Linked DNA regions of Mus musculus: region 2 is linked to region 1. A link is a contact called in public Hi-C data. All regions are on one chromosome and are shown on one strand. The core of a region is the stretch at or near the end of the contact, and the rest is flanking DNA. Distances in the headings are between cores, read along the strand shown. Region 1 overlaps Fgfr2 (fibroblast growth factor receptor 2). Region 2 holds the start of Fgfr2 (fibroblast growth factor receptor 2).

Evidence for each region. A called contact is a pair of places that touch in the nucleus more often than the background predicts.
Region 2: a contact with region 1 is called in a Hi-C map of liver, with 2.2 times the contacts expected there. The contact joins the promoter of Fgfr2 here to the enhancer-like site in region 1. A contact is called at or near these places in 25 of 484 Hi-C or Micro-C datasets (the AML12 cell line, brain, brown adipocytes and 12 more), 20 of 115 datasets of contacts at active chromatin or transcription factors (PVALB interneurons, VIP interneurons, astrocytes and 10 more) and 4 of 9 other capture datasets (adipose tissue, embryonic stem cells, liver and 1 more).

Annotation. Positions count from the first base shown.
Region 1 is chr7:130,207,456-130,214,251 of GRCm38.p6, reverse strand. The region is part of intron 6 of Fgfr2 (fibroblast growth factor receptor 2); the gene reads left to right. Among named protein-coding and RNA genes, the nearest start is that of Fgfr2, 56 kb to the left of the region's middle. Within about 2 kb of position 2,626, at least 7 of the 459 cell types and tissues checked have an H3K27ac peak or open chromatin away from gene starts, as enhancers often do. A contact at or near this core is called in PVALB interneurons and liver, where this site is marked.
Region 2 is chr7:130,262,685-130,269,480 of GRCm38.p6, reverse strand. It overlaps Fgfr2 (fibroblast growth factor receptor 2), which reads left to right and starts at 2,673. Exons shown (of 18, transcript NM_010207.2): 1 at 2,673-3,687. RefSeq lists a promoter at 3,115-3,340.

The sequences.
Region 1 (6,796 bases), core at 1,377-3,876:
CAGAGCCTCCTTACTCCTCCTTCCACCCCTCACCCCATCTCAAGGCTGAGGAGATCTGGGTCCAGCAGGAGTTGGTGATACGTACAAGGACTTGGAGAAGACGCTCCTGTAGGCCTCTCAGACCTGGTCCCCTTGCCTCTACTTCAGATGATTAGTTTCAGGCAAGGGGGAGATGGCTCAGTGGGTAAAGCACTTGCCAAGCAAATGGACTTGAGAACTAGAGGACAGGAGTTTGGATCCTTAGAACCCAGGCACATGCTGGGTCATTTCCAGCCCTGGAGGGCGGAGACAGGCTCCTGTGAGTAGGCTAGCTAGTGAGATTGGCTATGTCTGGGAGTTCCCTGTTAGAAAGACCCTGCCACAAAGAATATGGTAGAAAAATAAATCAAGGAAATTCCTGATATGAACCTCAGTCTGCCATAGGTATGTACACGCTTGGACACCCCCCCACACGCAAGGATACATACATGCATACATACATGCATATATATGAAGAAGTGAGGGTTAGTATCCTTCTTCACTCAGGTAGGCCCTTCAGCTCTGAATTATGAGCCTTTTTTCTTGCTAACCGCTATACTTCTGTGTTCCCAGAGACTATTAAATACTTACTGGTGACTCCTGATATTTGGTATGGTGGGGTGGGGTAGGGGGGCAGTGCAGTGGAGGTATGAACAACATGTCTGATCCCTTACTAGTTTAAATACACTCTCTGGAATCTCATCTCCCACCCCAGGTGTGGTATGCTTAGGGCTGCCATTTGTTGTCCTTCACTTCTGGCAGGGTGGAGGTGGCTCAGCCTTTACCACCAGTCCTGCCCTGGCTTGTCACTGGCAGGCCAGAAAGACACTGTTGGCTAGCCCTTGACACAAATCCTCCACGGCTCAGCTCTAGACATGATGCGACACAGCCTGGCAGCGTGTGCCGGGTACCTCAGGTGTGGATTTAAGAAGAATGAAGTCTTGCTTCTTCTAGGCACAGACTGTTCAGCCCTGCTGTGTGGCTGACCCCTGGCCTGGAGCCTCTGGCAGTCTCTAGTGAGAGGAAGAAATTGCACAAAGCATCGGTTTGCTACTTGGAAGATGGAATTACAGAGGCTTCTATGTGATCTCATAGCAGTGAGGAAGGGATTGGAGGAGCCTGGTTATCCAATGTGGGACCTGGAATAGTGTTCAAGTCCTTGATGCGATAGTAGGGGCCAGGACAGGGGTGTGGCTCAGTTGATAGAGAGCTTGCCTAGAATACATGATGAAGTCTGACCCCTCCCTCCACCCACCCCACATTGCATATAACCAAGTGTAGTATGGCATATCTGTAATCTTAGTCATTGTGGAAAGGATTAGAAGTCCATGGTTATCTTTGGCTACAGAGTCTGGGGCCAGCCTGGGCTATATGGCTATATGGATAAAAATAAAGATGCGGTGCTAGGATGTTTGGTATTGAATCATTTAGCCATTGAGTTCATTATAGAAACTTCCACTAGCAGGATCTCCTTGATTTCTGCTGAGAAAGATCTTATACAAGTCTTGGTTTCCATCTCATTGGCTTCTTAGAGCTTGATGTGACCGGAGTGGGGGTGGGGGGAATCTTGGGTACAGAATTTAAATGACTCAGAGGTTTTACCACTGAATGCTGATTTTCCTTCCATTCTTGCTTGTAAGCCTTGTGTTCCTCCGGCACCAGCCAGGCTTCAGCACGGGGACCCTCAGAGACCCTCCAGTGGTTTCCTGGGCTTCAGGCCTCACCTAGATCTCTCTGCGTTTCTGATCTGGCTGCCAGCAGACACTATCCCACTTCTGGTTGTAGCTTGACACCATGCTGGAGCTGTCTCTCTCTGCCAGCTCTGGACTTAGGAAACCTAGCCTCATCACTGTGGATGAGCTGAGGGTGAAGGTTGTACGCAGGTGAGAGTTCACAGAGGGAGCCTTTGCGAAAGAACTCAGAACCCTAGTCTCAGAGTAGCAGTGTGCAGGAAACACGTCCCCGATTGATCTGTAGCCAAGTCTACCTTCCAAAGGCCCACTCTTAGGGACTTACTTTTGGCAGCCAGGCCACAACCCCTAATGGCCCTTTCCAGCCCTCAAAATAGTGCCACCAGCTGAGATTCAAGCATTCAAAACCGGAACCTTTAGGGGCCATTCCTGATTCAAACCATGATGGGCGACAACCTGCTTTGCTTGTTGCACCCAGCCAAGAAAGAGTTGCTACGAGAACAGGGCTCTAAATCATGGCACCGGGCGATCTGCACGCTTATCCTGTGCTTCTTCACCAGTCTCCAGGCTGAGACACACACTCAGGCTAGTCCTCATTACAGGGGTGCTGAGGCTTAGTACTTTCTTGATGGGGATTTCAAAACTCCCTGGGGTCAAAGCCGGTTAATGAGATTTCATTACTCCAGAGAGGTTCTACATTCCTGCCTTACCACAGGGCTTCCAGGGGCAAAGACTGGTCGGCGATCAACTGCTTCAAAGGAGTTGCTTCCCGGGAAGAAGTTAGCCCTCATAGATAGCGGCTTATAGGCACCAATCTGGTAGGGATCTCTCAGTGCTTGGTTAATAGTCTATTTTTGCTCTGTTCCTGAGGACCTTCAGAAGCCCTTTGACCTACAGTTGAGGAAGGAAAGTTATTGATTCCCCTCAGTTCTGGCAAGAGTGCTGGTAAAGGTGACCAAAGAGGGCTAATGTTTGGTTGGCTGTCTGATCTTTGGCATGGAATCTGCAATAGGAGCTTAGGAGGATGTAGAGGTGTCCTGGTTAGGTTAATGCCCCACAGTTCTGTGCGAAGATGATCTTTTCCTGGGACTGTGCATAGAAAGTGCAGATGGGAGCAGGTAGATAGAAAGCTACTTAGCCGCAGGAAACCTGGGAGCAAGCTTAGCTTGAGGATGCGTTCGTGGATCGCAGCAACAGTGTGTGGTAATGGGCCCCTTGGGTTGAACATGGCTAATCTGCAAATCCAGTCTCCAAAAATGTCTTAATTCTCTGATTTATTGTATTGTCAGTCAAGGATTGTCCTGTTACAAGTTTCAGATTTTGGAGAACTCAGGATTTCAAGGTTTTAGAATTACAGATGGCCAACAAGTAAAACAGATGCACGCATAGCCTGACATCCAAGAAATGCTCTAACTTGAAGCACTTCTGGCCCCAAGCATTTTAGATAAAAAGCATTTACCCTGGAGCAGAGAAACTAGTTCATGTGTAATTTAGATTTGAGTTTAGGGCATCTTAACATATTTCAAATTCTGAAACAGAAAAACTAGAGTTTTTAAACACATGTGTTCATACATCTTGATTAGCATCTGCCTTTTTGAACTAAAGGGCCAGGTGAATTGAGTCTGATACCAGCTCTTCTTAGGAGTGAGTATGGCCGTGGCACCATCTCCTTCCCCTTGTAAGTGATCCATGTAAGTTTTTGCTCATAGACTCCCTTCCCCTCAGAGCACCCTGCTGTTGTGACTGAGTTCATCATCTTCCTGTTTGGTTTTTATGTCCACAGAGCAGGAGAAGGGAGAGTGAGGCCAGGGTGTGCTGCTAACATAGGAGATTTGATTTAGAAGGTTGTTTCACTAGTGTAGGTTTTACATAGCTGTGGGAGGAGGTGACCAAGGACATTGATGTTGTCACATGGGGATGGTGTTCTGTTCTTCTGTGAAGAAAGAGGAGGCAGTGAGGAAGTCCCTGTCCTGATTTGGAGGGAGAGGTTAGAACATCGTCTGTGTTGTGTTGTGTTGTGTTGTGTTGTGTTGTGAGGGTGAGCTCTGTCTTGTTGGTGCAGTGTTTGGGGTCTGGGTGATGGTTCTGAGCCTTTCTGCTACTTGAGTGCACCGTGAGCTACAAGTAGTCTTGAGCGTCTCCCATTTTGGCTCTAGGAAAACAAAGAGTCTATCCTTTAGCTTCTTGCGTTGTCTGTACCTGAGGGAGACATTTCTTGTTTGCTCAGATGTGCTGAGAGTTTTTCCTTCTGCTTGATCCACCCCAGGAGCAAACCCAGGCATCCGAGGGATTAGCATGAAGCTTTCCGGACTTCCTCCAAGGAAGGCTTTTTTAAATGGTGAAAGTTGATAATGAGAGCCAAGTTGTCCTGTGTCTACACATACCGGTCTATTTCAGTTCATCCTTGTGGCCCATATGCTGCTGACAGAGCCATAGTATGTCATCATATTTAGGCTGTGCATACCCTCTTTTTCCATTACAACATGACCATGACAAGCTTGGTGTACATCTCTTTATTGGGCACCTGTGTGAGTACTCTTCTAGGATGTATTTCTCAAAATAGGCTAGCTTGATCCTTTGAAACCCACATGGCATAAAATTTTGGCTTTGGGGGGGGGGGTTTCCCAGTGATTCCCATTTTGTTTCTTTGCAAATCCCACGAGTCTAATCTGGAATTCAGCCTTTCTGACAAGAGGATGTGTTTAATGCCTGAGCAATTTAAAAAGAACAAAACCTTGTCCAGCACATTTTTCCTGTGAGGGCAGCCCGGCACTGCACACACCAGCTAAAATCACACATTCCTTTAGGCTAGTGGGGTGCAGGGCTGTATGGTGTCCTGCCCAGTGGGGTGGATCTCAGCTGTGTTTACCTCTGCTCCTCAGGAGGGAGATTGTGGACATCTGACGTCTGAATTGACATCAGCATCCAAAGGCCAGTGTGGCGGGGACCTTGGGTAGACTTGGTATTGAAAGAACAACTGTCATTTAGTAAATGGAACAAGGTAGTACACTTCACTGAGAGGGTGGGTTTGTCACGATCCTAGGAGCAAATCACATGGATTCAACAATATTGTCACATTTCCTGTGTCTCCTTAAAACAAAACAAAACAAGCCCCCCACCCTCCCCACCCCCCCAAAAATCCAAAGCCATGGTTGGGCTGGAGGTGTAGCTCAGATGTAGCGTGCTTCCCTTGCATGCATGAAGCCCCAGGTTTCACCCCCAATACCACAGGAACTGAGTGTGCCAGTATACGCCTGTAATCCCAGGAGGAGGCAGAAGGATCAGAAATCTAATGGTCAGCCTTAAGGCCAGTTTGAAGCCAGCCTGGGCTACATAAAACTGGCCATTTTAAACTGTTTTTGAAGATCTAGTTTAGTGATATTTAACACACGCAAAACGTCACTCTCGTCTGTCTCCTGAATCTTGTTTACCTCCCAAGAGTCAAGTCCCCTGTAAAGAAAAGCAGAGGCCCTTTCGAATCAAAACATGACAGACGAGTTGACAGTGCCGTCGTACCCCTGAAGCCAGGGAGCTCGAGGGTGTCTTAAAACATTTGGGGTATAAATGACACCAAGCTCAGCTCCTATAATTTGCCTAAGAAGATCTAAATTGACAACCCAGCAGGTAGAAGGAGCTCAATTCCAAGCCAGTCATCCTCTGTGACATTCATTAGGGTATTTTGCCTTCACATGTTTGGGTCTTCCCAGGCCTGAGCCGGGCCAGCCCTTTGCTCTGTCTATCCACGCCAGTGAGCAAGCACAAAGGAATCAGTGCTGTTGTGCTTCGAGCATTCTGCATGGTGTACCCTTCATAAGTCATTTTGGGACTTCGGCACTGGAGGAGAGACACTCTTCTCTTCCTAAACAACCTTGCTCTTTAGACTCTGCAAAGGTGTGGGAGAGGGCCTGGGGTGGGGTTGGTTGGAGGCAGCCAGAGCCCCAGACAGATTCTGCAAGACTTTGCATAGGCAGGTGTTCCAACAGGAGGGATGGCTACCCGCTGCAACAGGACTGAAGATCAGAAGAGGGAAAGACAGTAAGCCAGGCACTGCTCAGTGGTTAAAAGTGCATGCTCTTCTTGCAGAGGACCCCAGTTTGGTTCCTAGCACCCATATCAGGTGGCTCACAGCTGCCTGAACCCCAGCTCTGGAAGTACTAATGTCTCTGAGCTCTTAAGTGCCTATACTCCGCACCTCCCTAACACACATTATTAAGAAAAATAACAAACATAAGTCTTTTTAAAAAAAGGAATGCAGAAGAGGTCAGGCAGAGGTCAGGGAGACAGCTCAATGGGCATGGTGCTTAGTGTGTAAACATGAGACCATGGGCCCGTGGGCAAAAGCTGGGGAGGCAGAGACTGGAGGACCTCTTGGTTTTGTTGACTAGCTAACCAAGTCAGCTGATAAGTTCCCCCATCTGTAAGATCTCAAAATGAAAGGGCTGGGGGGCGGGGCTGGTGAGATGGTTCAGTGGTTACAGGCTTTACCTTTGTGGAAGGCGAGCACCAGCTCTACACAGAGCCATGGCAAGCATTCCTCACATACAGTGCACATACAGTAATAAATAAAATAAAACTAAGGGAGAGAGCAGCCAAGGGAGACACACCCAGGATTGACCTGGCCTCCACACAAGAGGTGTGAACCTGCACACACGGGCATGTGTGCACACAAACGAAGACAGAGGAAAAGAGAAGAAAGGGAAAAGCCATAAAGAACCCTAGGTCTAGTGGTGCATACCTGTCACCCAACACTGGAGAAGCCAAGGAAGGAGGATCATGAGTTCAAGCCCAGCTCAGGCCACAGAGCAAGACCCTGCATTTCCAAAGTAAATAACTCAGGAAGCAGAGACAGACAGATCTCTGAGTTCAAGGCCAACTTAGTCTATATAACAAGTTTCAGAGCTAAGGGTATAAGGGGTGTGGGGGTAGAGGAAGGAGTAGGAGAGAAAGACAGAAGACCTGGTTGGGGCAGATTGACTAAGCACTAATATCCTTGTCCTGGCACCAACAGTCCTTCTGAAAGTACAGTGCTCCCTTGATCCTTGCTCTGCCTTCTCTACTGATCATTTTCAGTTCTGACCGTCTTTTGT
Region 2 (6,796 bases), core at 1,424-3,923, 55 kb before region 1:
GGCTGGTTTCTGCTGCCCTCAGTTCCCTTTCATTCCACTGACATATCATTCCTAGAGGGGTGGGGGAGGGGGCGTCATGAGGCCTTCTGGGGAAAGAGAAAAGGGCGACTACTCAAGACATTTTATAAAAGGGCGAAATTGGGAAGAAAGGAGGCCCCGTAGGGGGTGGAGGGTGGAGAATGTGGCCTTGTCTGGGGTTTCTTTCAGCTGAAACCTGCCGCCTAGCTGCCTTCAGTTCAAACTGTCACCTTGAGTTCTTGCTGGCTTTTCTGCCCTCACCCCCAAAACCTCAACAGATCGGGCCCTATTTACCTATTCACACTCGGCCGTGGAAACTCATTAATAGGCTTATTAGTAACAGCATTCACGGGAGGCCATTGACAAAAGGGGTTCCAGCCACTTGAAGAAGGGAGAGGGGCTAAAAATCCTGCAAAGAGATGATTTTCTCATTCAGACGCCTGGCTGGGAGGAAAGCTTTCCTGGACCACTGAGGTCACTTGAAGTCTAAATGATGCAAAATGAATTTTTTTATTTTTCAAAAATTCAAAGCATGCTTTAAAAAAATTTTTTTTAAACTTAAAATTTTCCTATTGTGGATTTGTGGCTTTCCTAACTTGGGGGAAAAAAAAAGGTGCTCTTTGGCAATCAGGGCCTTTGGACGGTGGCTACCTTTTCATCTTCATACAGAACAAATTCTGCACGCTGCCTCTGACGTTAGTTAAAGAAGGTGTTTTTGTTTTCAGCGGAAGGGCTTCCCTCCTATTCAGCATCTATAAAGCTAGAGATGAATGGGGTGGGGGAGACAGGGACAGCGGCTTCCTGGGCCATTAATTTATGTGAGAATGTGTTAACCTCATTTTCAATGGCTGGTGGGCCCACTGCAGTAGGGAAAGAGCTCTGTCCTGAGACACGGAGTTTCTCATCAGTGGGGATCATAAAGATAGAAGTGCCAGCCTGGAGCAGGACCATTCCCTTGTGACTTCAGGTTAGGGAATGAGCACACATTGACACTGAATGGCTCAGTGTCAACCTGGCTGAGGTGTTCCCACCCAGGCCACAGAACTCATTCAAAACACACCCCTTTCCACTAGACATAAACAGATCATTTCGTTTGGAAATCCGGCTGTTATTTTTGTTGTTGTTGAGTTTTCAAATTCTAATTTCATAAGTATTTGCCTGAGGCATTGAACATGGATTTGCTACCCCTTGCTTTTTAGTGATGTGCATATAAGTTTCCCAGGCTATGCTGTGAACAAAGATGATCTGATCATGTGGGGCCTGAGGAATCGTGTGTGTAAATGGCATAAGGTAGAGTATTAGGGATTCTGGTACGTCTCCTCTTTCAAACCTGTGTCCCAGGTGGACTTTACTGTCTGGCTTTGTTTGTCTTTAGGCACCAGAGAGAGTCTAAGGCTTTTCTGAACTTAGTGACCTATTTGAGCCAGGATCTTATATAGCCCAGGGCTGACACAAACTCAGCATGTACCTGAAACCATTTTCAAGCTCCCGAACTTCTCTTTATCCTGCGAGGTCTGGGACCTCAATAATTGACCCAATAATTAAGATTCAATTTATTTAGACAAAATGTAGCTGGCTTCAAACTTACTATGTAGACCAAGTTGGCCCCCAAACACAAGGCAATCCTCCTGCCTCACACTTCTGAGTGCTAGAGTTACAATTTATATGGCCTTGACTTTAAACACAACTGCTCAAGGGATGAAAGAGAGAAAGGGAGTGCGTACTGAAAGATAAATGATCTCAAGGTAGTCTAGTGGGAGAGACAAATGGGAGATGCCAATCATTACAGCCCGGCCTGACATTTAGTTAAAGAATCCTGCTTTGCAACAGAAGAGTGTAAGAGTCAGGGAGAGAATCCAATTTGCTCACGGTCAGATGACTTGGTTTTTGGTAGAGTGAGTGTGTTTTCTGTTTCTGATTCTTTGTTTCTTTCTCTGTTTCTTTCTTAGGTGGCATGGAGATCAGGCCTTGTACATGCAAGGCAAGCGTTCTACTACTAGGCTACATCTCCAACACCTCTCTAGACTCTTTCAAGTTTCTTCCCCCTCTCATTAATTAATTAATTAATTAATTTTCATTTTATTTGATTGGTATGGATGTTTGCCTGCATGTCTGTCTGCACATTGTGCATGCAGTATCTCTGAAGGCCAGAAGAGGGCGTCGGGACTCCTGGAACTGGACTTAGAGGTGATTGTGAGCAAGCCAAGTGGATGCTGGGAATTGAACCAATCTCTGGCAGTATTCTTAAACTACGGAGCCATTTCTCCAGCCCTACTTTCTTTTAAATATTTATTTCTATTTTTAAACTATATGCCTGTATCTTTGTGTTCACGAGTGCAGTTTCCTAAGGAGACCAGAGGCTTTGGATGACTCTGCAACTGGGGTTACAGGCCATTGTGAGGGACTGATATTTAGCCAGCAACTGGCTTTTGGCCTTTAAGAAGGCAGGAAGCACTCTGAACTGCTGATCCATCTCCAGCCCTCCTTTGGATTTCTTTATGTTAACCTACATTGATACTATTAAAGATGTTTTCTGTTGTAGATTGCCTTTTCCCATGGCAGCCACATTAAAGGGCTCATCCAGCAGCCGGTTGTGTTAACCTCTCCGATCTTCAGTTTTCTTGTCAGAATCTGGTTCTGTTACTCTGCAGGCAGATGTGCGGATAAGTACAATTACCTATTCACGTGTTCCCTTCCTAAAGGAGGGTTTCCCAAACACTCGTCCCCTGTCTATTGTTCAGAGGAACAAGACAACGCAACATCTCCCACGAACATCCGCTGCTTCCACCCTCAAAGCTTCATGACATGAAATGTCTGGCCCCAGTATGCTGCAGACCTATTCTAAGGTGTCTGAAGTTGCACAGCATTCTGTCATTTGTTTCCTAACTTGACATAAAACAACGTAACGCATCCACTGTGCACCAAAGCTGGCTAGGAACTGGGGCAGTGGCGTACAGAGGCCGTTCACCAACAGGGTTCCGAGAGGTCATCTGTGCACCCCTGCGGGCAGCGCGGCGGGGCCCCTCGCCTGCCTGGCGGGTGTCTCTTTGCGGCTGCTAGGCTTCGGGGGCAGCGCGGGGCTCGGGACTGCCCCAGCGCGAGGCGCTGATTGGCAGAGCGGGCGCCGCCGTCCAGGAAACGGCTCGGGTTTCAGCGGGGGGCGTGACCCGCCCGAGGAGGCTGCGGCGGCGGCGCGGGCGGCGAGGGGAGAGAGCCGGGAGAGGCGAGCGGCGGCGGCGGCAGGCGCGGAACGGGCGCACGGACGATCGAACGCGCGGCCGCCAGAGCTCCGGCGCGGGGGCTGCCTGTGTGTTCCTGGCCCGGCGTGGCGACTGCTCTCCGGGCTGGCGGGGGCCGGGCGTGAGCCCCCGGGCCTCAGCGTTCCTGAGCGCTGCGAGTGTTCACTACTCGCCAGCAAAGTTTGGAGTAGGCAACGCCAAGCTCCAGTCCTTTCTTCTGCTGCTGCCCAGATCCGAGAGCAGCTCCGGTGTCATGTCCTAGCTGTTCTGCGATCCCCGGCGCGCGTGAAGCCTCGGAACCTTGGCGCCGGCTGCTACCCAAGGAATCGTTCTCTTTTTGGAGTTTTCCTCCGAGATCATCGCCTGCTCCATCCCGATCCACTCTGGGCTCCGGCGCAGCACCGAGCGCAGAGGAGCGCTGCCATTCAAGGTAATCGTCGTGCCGAACGCCTCTGGGAGCTTCGCCAGCCGGGAAAGTGGGTGCCGTGGGAGGATGCGGGGGCGCAGGATCCCCGGGAGGAAGGCGCGGGTAAACCTATTTGGGGGCGCACCCTGTCAGTCTCTGACTGTATTGGTGATGGAGGAGTGGATGAATGCGGATGGCTGGCTTTGGGGGAGTTCTTTCAGCACCTCCATCCCAATGCTGACATCTGCCTCTGCCGCTGGCACCCCTTTCCTGTCAGACTCCGGCGGGCACAGTCCTGCCTACTGGGCGCGTTCCTTTGAGCTCAGAGCCGGCGCGCCGTGGGGCCGCCTGCCAGTGGCACAGCCCATAGGCGGTTCGGGAAGGGCATCTTTGGGGTGCCTGGTCCTTGGATTCTGGAAGCTCCAGCCTGGTACTACACAAACCCTTATGAGAGATCCTTTCTTGGGAAGAAACTGCTGGAGTGTGGTCAGGCAACATCCCCAAAGGGATGGAGATGCCGGGACGACACCTTTAGGGAGGCAGTGGCTCTGGTCCGGGATTCCGGTGCTGGCCATCCCTCACCAGCCACAGCGGTTGGCGCAGGAGGGATCGCCGCGCGCCTGGGGCTAGGGGGCGAACTGGACCGACTTTTCCTAGTTCGCCTAGCTGCTCCGACCGCTGCCGCGCCGAGATGTTGAAAGCACAGGCGAGTTCTAACTTGCGCGCTCATTCTTTCAGCGCGGGGGAATCGGTCGAGGGCCCTGCGTGGCGCTGGCTTCCACCCTCGCGGCCAGGGGGCAGGCGCGGGAGGCCGGCTTCGGCTCCGTGCCCCTGCAAACTTCCCAAGACCTTCCTTCTCCCCCCCACCTCACCCCCCAGTTCAATAAAATCTACCCTTAAAGGCAGACTTGCTTTCAAATCCACGGCACCCATTATGTGTTTGGTGTGAAACGCTATCAACATTTAAAACTCTATTGTCCCAAGCGTCCCAAATCCCTGTAAATCTTCCACCAGCCTGGACTCATTTTCATCTGAAAAGCCTGTTTAGTTTGAATAGAAAAGCAATCAGGCGCCCCTCTCGCTCTCGTTGGAATGTCAATTAAAATGCAGATTTCTCAGAGCTCTTTAGCGCCCCAAGAAGTGGGACAAAACAGGATATTTCAGGCTGACAAATGAAAGAAATGCTACAATGAAGTGGGGTGGCGATGTGCACCCCAAACTGCTTGGAGTACCCACTGAAAGAGTAGGTCAGGGATTATGGTCTTACTTACGACAGCTTATATTTTTGGGGTTTCGTTGTGTTTAGGGCCCCCCCTTGGTGTCCCCCCCCCCCATGAGCCCATGACAGCTCCCTTCCCTATTCAGCCCCGTGGAGAAGTAAGGGAGCCTTGAACCAGGGTAGAGAGGCTACATTTAGTATTAACCTGGGAGTGTTGACTTCTCCCAGGAGTAATCCACTTGAGAACAAAATGCCAATTGCTCTGCCCGCTGAGGTATCCTGGAACTACCCTTTAAGGTAGCAGTACCCGTCGCACCGCCCCCCTCCCCCAAGGGCTTGCCTTAAATTAACCTGCCTTCTTGCAGGACAGGGGAGAGTGTGTAAACGTGTATAACACTGCGCAAGCTCACCAGCCGGGCCCTTTCGGCCGGGTCCCTTTGCCTGTCTTTGGAGGCAGACTTGTGTGGAGATGACCCCAAGGGGCGGGTGGCCGTGAAGAGCCATCCGTCAGAGTGAGGGTGAGGACTCCTCCCTCGTAGGCTGAGAAGAGAGTATCCTTTCAGGGGGAAAAATAAACACGCTGGGGCTTTCTCTGGGGTTCAGCCTCCAGGAAGGATTATGGTATTGAAGGCAGGAAGCTGGGATTGTGGCCGCCAGCAGCATGCTGGGCCTGTGTTCCCAACACGGAGCCTTGGGACCTAATTATCCTGCCTAGGAGGTCGCTCAGCACTTTTGTCCACTCCGGTGAGGAGCTGTGCAGACCTGCTGCCGTCACTTCTCGCCTTACAGAGGTTTGAGGAGGGGGCTCCTGTGGGGGCTGGGACTTCGAAGAACGAACGTTCAAGTTGAGTCAGCCTGGGGCACTGGCCATCTTCCTCATTCAGCTGGAGCTGAGGTACTCCTGGGTAGTGGCTAGTAGAGACAGTGGGCCCAGCACTCTGCTTCAAGACCTACTGGGACCTGAGATTGCAAAGTTGCTGGAGAGGGGAGTTTACCTGCATTCTGAAAGTTCTTAGGAAATCAACGAGAATGTTTGTGCACTTTCCTTTGACTGGTATGTAGAAATAGACAAGGAATTATCTTTTGTGACTCTTGGCTTTAAGAAGAAAGAAGACTTGGGGGAACAAAAATCCTTCCAGCCAACTAAAAACACTGGGCACCTAACTGCTCATATACCCCTGGCTTTTGTTGTTAGCTATACCATTCTACCTGTGCTTAAAAAAACAACCAAACAGCAGCTTCCTATTCCCCTCTTGGAGATGGTACGTCCTCTCTGCCTTAGTCTCAGTGAAGGCTGAAAGGAACAGATTTTAGGACGGAGGTTCTGGCAGTGTCGAAATCCTGTGTCATAATTGAAAGCATCAAAAGCGCACGGGATTAGAATTCTTTTTCTCTTTCTCTCTTTTTCATTAAAACGCTCACCCATCCCCAGTCTCATAAAATGGGCATCCCAGCATCCAAAGCCCATGGTTTTGTGCGATCCTTTCCTGCCATTGGTTTCAGCAGATTCTCTAAAGCTCGTGCATTCTGACTCAAAGATTAGTCACTGAAGACACTGAACAAACATAAAGTTATTTGTACTGTGGTAAGCTTTTTTTTTTGGGAAATTCTCTGCTTTGGATCTAGTAAATTGAGTGCCCCCTTGTAACTGATACTTGGGAGGTTTAGCCAATAGGTTAGCGTATTGAAAGTTCCCAGGCCAATCACATACCAGGGCAGCTTGTACGTATCATCACCATTACTAATAAAATCTTGAATTATTCATCAAGGGTTGTATCTTTACCCCTTTGACGTCGGTTGCAGATATTTAGTTAGTATGCCTGTACACTGCCTTGTAGTCAGTGGAAGGGAATTCAGGCTTTGAATCCCCCGGTTGGATTAAACTCACTCTTTGTAAGTGGCTGCTTGGCGGAA